Linked DNA regions of Hordeum vulgare: region 2 is linked to region 1. A link is a contact called in public Hi-C data. All regions are on one chromosome and are shown on one strand. Each heading gives the region's core, a stretch centred on a gene start, on an enhancer-like site or on the middle of the called end of the contact. The rest is flanking DNA. Distances are from core to core; before and after follow the strand shown.

Region 1 (3,691 bases), core at 727-3,226:
CCGGCCTTAGCGCCCCTATATAACACGGATGCGTCCCTGCGGCAATGCATACGCTTAATGTACAATTTTCACATAGATGCCCTAAATCCTTAGGCTTTGTTTGGTACAAGGGAATTGGAGAGATTTGGGGAGGAGGGGATTTGGTGAATCCCTTCTTTCACTCAATCCTCTCAAATACTCGACGCTTTGCTTCCACCAGTCCGTCGAGGAAGATTCTGAAACACATGGATAGAAATGGATAGAAGGGGAACGGAAGGGATTCGGCTAAGCAAACCCCTTTTATCAAATGGGCGTCCGAGGTTTTGTGGGGTTTTTACCCTTTCGAGGATTTTTCTCTTGAAACCTTCCGAATACTCCGTGTCAAACGAGGCCTCAGGAGGACAATCGTTTAGTATTTCGTGCAATGAGTGGAATTAAATTGCGAGCTGTGGCAAACCATCATACACGAGGATGCTGTCATATAGGCCCACCAAATCAACTTGGATCCGGTCCGTGTCCGCATCAATGCAGCGGCGAAGCGAAACAATTTCCCGGGGCCGCGAAGGAGGACAAGCAAAGCTCTCGCCCTCCCCCGCCGTGTCCACGTAAAACGCAAACACACGGCCGGATCGGCGCGTCCACGCCGCGGCCGAAAGCAACCGGCGGGCGGCCCGGCGCCACGCGCACGACGGCTCGGAGGAGATCGCCAAGATTAGCAGCCTGTGGACCTGTGCTGCTTAGGAGTAAACCTTTATCACATCACACCTCCAGATAAGGCATCTGCCGCCTTAATAATTCCTCGTCCGTCCGCCCGCCCGGAATTAAATCGCGCGGGCAGTTTCCTTCCAGAAATGCGCACCCGGCCCAGCAGCGGCATCGATCACAGCCGGGTGTGACGTCGCAAGTGGCGAGACATGCCGCGCATGCACGCGCCCATGCCCGCAGGCCAAAACACGTGGTTTCGGCCGTGAACCCACCTGGCCGTCGACCCACGTAGTACGTAGCTTAAGAAAGCAAAGGCTTATCCTGCCGCCCGTCCTAGCTTAGCTTGTTTATAGCCGTGACATGGGGCCGTTTCCGCGGGCGCATGGGACAAAGCTGCTAGCATGGCTTAAACGGGCAATTAAGTCGGCCGGAGTTGGAGACTAGCTAGCCAGCCGCTTAAGCGGCGCACCACACCACACCACGGCACGGCAAGAAACCGAAACCCCCAGCCCAGCTCAGGTCAACTATGCGCCACCGCGCCAGCCAGATCGATCAGGGTCATTGCTGTTGCGGCGAGGTGAGAGCGAGTTACCGGCCGGGGACCGTCCTAGCTCAGCGCCCGCTGTGAACTCAGCTAGGGTGGCCGGCGGCCTGGCTATGGCTATGACGGAGCTCTACGTTTTATTCCTCCGTCATTTCGCCCCACTGCGTCCGTCCTGCTTTAGCTGTATACCAGTAGTAGGAGTACTTGATTTGCATGTAGGATTTGGAAGTGCGTGCTAGTTTATGGTAGCGTCCGAAAGCCCCGAAGCCGAGCGAGTGGTAGAAACGCACTGTATTACTACTAGTACTACTATTACTATACCAGCCTCGACGTTTTCTTGGCTACGTCTACACGGTGGACGGACGGTAGAAACGCAGAGCGTGCAGGAGGAGCACAGTGGGGGGTTTTGTATGCTTGCGTGCGGTGCAGATACTAGTTAATTAGGACCTGAAAATGACGGGTTGCGCACTTCGATGCTCTGGGGAAAGGCTAGCTTAGCTAGCGTTGCTTACATCACTCGACCCGGGAACACAGTTTTCGGTTAGGGTAGATATAAATTTGCCTGATGCTGCCAGAGAGGTTTGGCCTTCATGAATTTCACCTCCTGAAGCACAAGAAGAAGCGGGGATCTTGTGTTGACCTTGACCATGTTCTAGACACGAGAAAGAAAAGAAAAGAAAAATGCAAGGACCAGATGTCACGATCAAATATTCGGAACCTGAATTTAAAAGGCATTGGAGCCAAACCGGTCGAAAAGGGAAGGGCGGGGCGGAGAGGGACAGACAGACAGCAAAGACATGAGCATGAAGCAAAAGAACATACATCACGCCTTGGCCGGGTGGAGAGATGAGGGATCAGACAAGTGCGCGACTCGAGAGGGAGGTAGGCGGTGAACAGGAGAGAAAGCGAGTTCGCTACAGAGAGAGAAGAGAGAGAGAGAGAGTGTGTGTGTGTGCATCTTATTACATCATCGCCTAGGCAGGCGCTGCAGCCTTGGTGCAGCGCGTCGTCAAAACTGGCAGCTAGCCAGATGGTGTCCACACTCTCTCCTGCGTCTCTTATCCCTTCATCCCAGTTTTAACCCTTGCTAATAAGCCCTCTCTTAGCCCGGCCTCCTCTCGAGAACACGCCGGCAAACCCAGCAGCTTCTGCTTAGCCTAGCCTAGCTAGATGAGCATGGACTTCGACGACCACGACGACGGCGACGAGGAGATGCACATGTCCATGCCGATGCCGATGCCGATGCCGGTGAGCTCCAGCTACGAGACTCCGCCGCCGCTGTCCACGGGGCTTGCCGGCGCCGGGATTACGCCGAACAAGCCTCCTGGTGGTGGCGGCGGTGGTGGTGAGCTCGGCGGCCGTGCCAAGGTCCCGGGCGGCGCAAGGTACCGCGAGTGCCTCAAGAACCACGCGGTGGGCATCGGAGGGCACGCCGTCGACGGCTGCGGCGAGTTCATCGCCGCCGGCGAGGAGGGCAGCATCGACGCGCTCCGCTGCGCCGCGTGCAACTGCCACCGCAACTTCCACCGGAGGGAGTCCGACTTCCCCGCGGGGGCCGAGGGCTCGCCCTTCTCTCCCACCGCAATGGTCCCCTACGGAGGCGTGCCGCACCACCAGTTCTCGCCCTACTACCGCACCCCGGCGGGCTACCTGCACCACCACCAGCACCACATGGCCGCCGCAGCCGCCGCGGTCGCCGCCGCTGCCGCAGGCCACCCTCGACCGCTGGCGCTCCCGTCCACCTCCCACAGCGGCCGCGACGACGCCGAGGAGCTGTCGGGCATGGCGGCAGGGCCCATGTCGGCGCTGGCCCCGCTGAGCAGCATGTCCCTGGGCGCGGGCCCGTCGGGGTACGGCTCCGGGTCCGGGTCCGGCAAGAAGCGGTTCCGCACCAAGTTCACCCAGGAGCAGAAGGACAAGATGCTGGCCTTCGCGGAGCGCGTGGGGTGGCGCATCCAGAAGCACGACGAGGCGGCCGTGCTGCACTTCTGCGACGAGGTGGGCGTCAAGCGCCACGTCCTCAAGGTCTGGATGCACAACAACAAGCACACCCTCGGCAAGAAGCCGCCCAGCATTTGACGCCGCATGCAACCACCACCACCACCCCAAGAAAAAGCCGCATGCACGACGCATCTGGCGTCATGGGCCTCAGCCGAGCTAGCTGATCGACCCACCATGGCATGGCTAGCCCCCCGATAGGTACCAGCATCTGCATGTTGCTTCCTTGTTCAGCTTATAGCCATTGCATTCGCGCTTGACGGCGTTCCCCTCCGGCCGGAGCGGTGCATGGCTGGCTGGCTGGCTGGCTGGCTTACATTAGGTTAATCCGTAGCGAGAGTTCCTTGGTTCTTGGATGGATTTAGGTGGTTCCCTATTCTATTCTATTGCATTCTGTTTTTATTTATCTACTGTTGCTCATGTTGTTTAGTGGAGTAAGTAGGAATGTAATCCCTAGCTATGGCG
Region 2 (3,691 bases), core at 424-2,923, 170 kb before region 1:
AACACCACATGCAAGATTCCCTTTGATGTTTGAAATTGAAAAAGTTTTATCTACAAAATCGTTAATTCAATCGATGATCCGTTTTCATCATTGACTTTCTCGCGACGAGTTCTTCGAAACTAGATCCCATGTCGGCATGTTCCGTCAACTATTTTTTTCGTTCATACTTGCCATATTTTTTGACCCACTTGCCATATTATTAACCACTTACTTGTCTGAAAAAAATAACTTGATTGTTACTTTTTAATATTGTTTCGTACAAAGCTTGTAGTAGTTTTCATCATACATGATATAAAAGCATGTCGTAGGTTGTGTTTGTCAAATTAAATATGCCAACTTGTCATATTTACATACAACTTTGCCAGAAAACTATTTTGTATGCTTCTTAGTTTAACTCTGCCAAGTTGTCATATTTACAAACGATGACCAAAAAAGATTTCTTGTGGTCTCGATTTTAAATATGTTGAGTTGTCATATTTCTGCGCGTGATCGCCTAAAAAAAGTTGTTTGTGCTTACTAGTTTGATTATGTCGAGATGTCATATTTATACGGAATTTTCAAAAATATGATGATTAAGTTATTTTTTATCACACAAGTAAGTACTTACTAATATGACAAGTAACTACAACAAATGTGGTAAGTACGAGCAAAAAAATGTTGAAACATGTCGACATGGGATCTAGTTTTGAAAATCTCGTCGCCATAAAATGAGTGATGAAAACGGATCATTGATTGAGATAACGGTTTGAAAGATAAATCTTTTTAAAAATGCAACGCTGCTAAGCGAGCTCTTCCGACTTACGCGCATCAGCCGCTGCATGGGAAAGTGACCGTGCATTGTGTGCATTTTAGATTTACTCTATAATGAATTGACCGCACAAATACGTGGATCACCTACTAGTTAGGTTATTGAATGTAACAAACGAAGTGTTCCTCTCACGTGAAGATAATTGTGTTTGCATGCGAGGCCATGCTCACTGAGAGATCGACCGACTTAAGCACGATACTCTCCAAATAAACTGCGAGAGCCCGGACTAGTGTTAAGCGACATTGGTCTTCACTTGTCATTTGCATATTAATCGCAAGCCATGGAGTAAAAGATACCATATATACACAGCCAAAACGGCATGGGTCTGTCTTCCCTCCTTGCAGTTGCAGGCGCGGCACGTGACGAGCATACGGTTGCCTGGCCTGCTCTGCCTCCTGCGCTCGATGCCAGAGCGTGTAGCCGCAGAGCCAACCACGCAACATGCACAGACATGCACGCACCGTTGGCAGAGTCCGGCGCCAGTCCACTCCGCCAGCTTTTACACCCTCATTCCGTGCGTTCGCTCGCTCGCTCGCTCGCTCGGCCATGGCCATGGAAATGCCCATAGTCCCACACCAACACGGGTCACCCCGACTCCACCAACAGCAGCATATCGAGCCCTACCGTCTGATCGGCCGGCTTGAACTTATCATTGATGAGTTATTCATTCATGCATTGATGGATGCATGGCTGCTGCTGCCGGCCGGTTCTCTGCCGCTAGGCTAGGTCTTGGCCCCCATGGACCTGCCTTGCCAGGCTGCCACGCCTCATGCAGCAGCAGGGCAGTTTGGCGGGCTAGAGCAGCACCATCTGCGTGCACTTCGAATACCCTATGCCACCATGTATGTGCCACCCGCTTGTTTTCTTCCGCGCTTGTCCCCCCGGGCTCACCTGAATCATGCATGGACGGCGGCAAGTAGGGTGCATCCATGGACCCAGCGGTTTTGGCTCTGTACCTGCATGCATGGGTGCAAAGTCGTAATGTGCACGTATATATTGCGGGAGTGATGTGCTGCGATCTCTGCTGGGGCGCATGCACGCGGGTTTGGCCTCAGGTGCGTGAGCGGACCAAATCTAGATCGAAACGACAGATCGAAACGACGCACCCATATATACTTGTTCGCTCCGGACGTGCAGCAAATCTGGTGGTCCATCCGTCACACCGCGCGCAGCTGAATTGAATAGATCGCTTGGTATGGTTTTTGTTGCATTCAGCACGTACAAGCTGTACATGAGAAATCACATTTACCCGGGAGACCAAGATGGGCCAGCAACTAGGCCCGTCAGGAGGAAGAGAGTACCAACTTGGCATACAAGCCGACACTGGGCCCACTATGCCTCGCCCCAAAATTATACACGTATCTGTTGTCCGAGGACTAGTCCGGACAAATACATGGACACTGGTATAGGAGCTGGCCTTTCAACCATGCCCTCATATCTTTGAAAGAGGCAGGCCCGAGTCAGTAGTGCTACAAAATGTGCGGCCGTACAGGGTCTATAATTTTAGAGGCCCCAAATTTTGTATATAGGTGTTGCAATATTTCTTAAAATAATCATAAATGCTCTCTCTCGACCTGAGTTGAGGCCATCGAGCGCGGGAGCGTTAGCAGTACTGAGCGTTAGTGCTCGATCGATATTTCTCAAAAAAAGGAAACAACTCAATTGATAATATGGAAACACTATGTTGGTTTAAAAAAGGGATCACTACAAAAGTCTATCGGGAGCGTCTCGTCTCTTGATCCGGAGACCATGGCAACAACCGCGTCTACCTTGCTATAGGAAATTGGATTGTCTCATCGACTTCGTCTCATCAGGTAGATCGGATTCAGGCCGCTGCCACTGTTGCCTTCGTAGCTTCCTCTTCCAAATTTCCCAGTCGTCGCCTTGTCGGATCGATCCGTGATAGAATTTTCTAGTTAACTTTAGATAGGGATCATTACTTCGTTAGAGATTGGTTTTTACCTCGTGAGTTAAACATTAGAGTGTAGCAGTTCAACCGGAGAGGACCCAAAATTAGGCGAGTTAGACGGGTTGTCTAATATCCAAACATTGACGCATGATCTCCAATTGATATATGCTATTTTATAATTTCAAATTTATTTTGTTCATCATTTTTTCTTATATTTAATAATACACGATAGTGTCATCAAGAGAAACATTAGTCTGGTTCGTATAATTGCTAGTTAGCTCCTTTTTAGTGAGATAGGGCCCCTTTTTTAGTTTCGCACTCGGTCCTAGATTTTGCCGGCCCGCCCTTGCAAAGATGATTTAAAAAAAACGAACGAGTTTCATCGAATACGACATAATCATAAAAGTTTGAACATAATTTACATGAAATGGATCATATTTCATCTGTTTAACTAAACCAAGCCCGTAACATTCAAAGTAATTTTAGAAAATAATTTATCCATGCAAATATGTCTAGTAAAACAATAGTTTAATTTAGCGACCTAACCGGATATAGAACAAGTTTTTGAAAAAGAAAAATGTTCGAAATTCAATGATATTAAAGCCACACCAAACACTTGTGTAATGGCATATTTCTACCCCTGTAATTTTGGTGTTTGATGACGAAACTTTTTGCGGATTAATCGTGTACAATAAGCTTTTCACGTATTCTCTAGATTTGCACAAAGACTATTCTTGCCCTCGGTGTTTTGATGTGAAGATGGTTTTCGCTCATACAATTCATTGTTGGTGCACTTGGGTCGTAGGAAAAGCCGCACTATTAAGAGAGGATCCACTTTGGAAAAGTCTGGGTGGAATCATCACGTAAACTTCTCCCTCATCACTTTTCCGCATCGATGAAGCTTTTCTACCCTGCCTAAACCTGCCTCGCACTCATCAAGCGGTAGTACCGCTCCCCAGAGCGGGATTACTGCT

What was found. A called contact is a pair of places that touch in the nucleus more often than the background predicts.
Region 2: a contact with region 1 is called in a Hi-C map of seedling, with 1.8 times the contacts expected there. The contact joins the enhancer-like site here to the promoter of LOC123398911 in region 1. A contact is called at or near these places in 1 of 6 Hi-C or Micro-C datasets (seedling) and 1 of 1 datasets of contacts at active chromatin or transcription factors (embryo).

The regions. Positions count from the first base shown.
Region 1 is chr5H:466,922,965-466,926,655 of MorexV3_pseudomolecules_assembly, reverse strand. It overlaps LOC123398911 (zinc-finger homeodomain protein 1), which reads left to right and starts at 1,976. Exons shown (of 1, transcript XM_045093353.1): 1 at 1,976-3,691. The coding sequence starts at 2,399. The coding sequence ends at 3,307.
Region 2 is chr5H:467,091,458-467,095,148 of MorexV3_pseudomolecules_assembly, reverse strand. No RefSeq gene overlaps it. Among protein-coding and RNA genes, the nearest start is that of LOC123398911, 170 kb to the right of the region's middle. Within about 2 kb of position 1,673, at least 3 of the 3 cell types and tissues checked have open chromatin away from gene starts, as enhancers often do. A contact at or near this core is called in seedling, where this site is marked.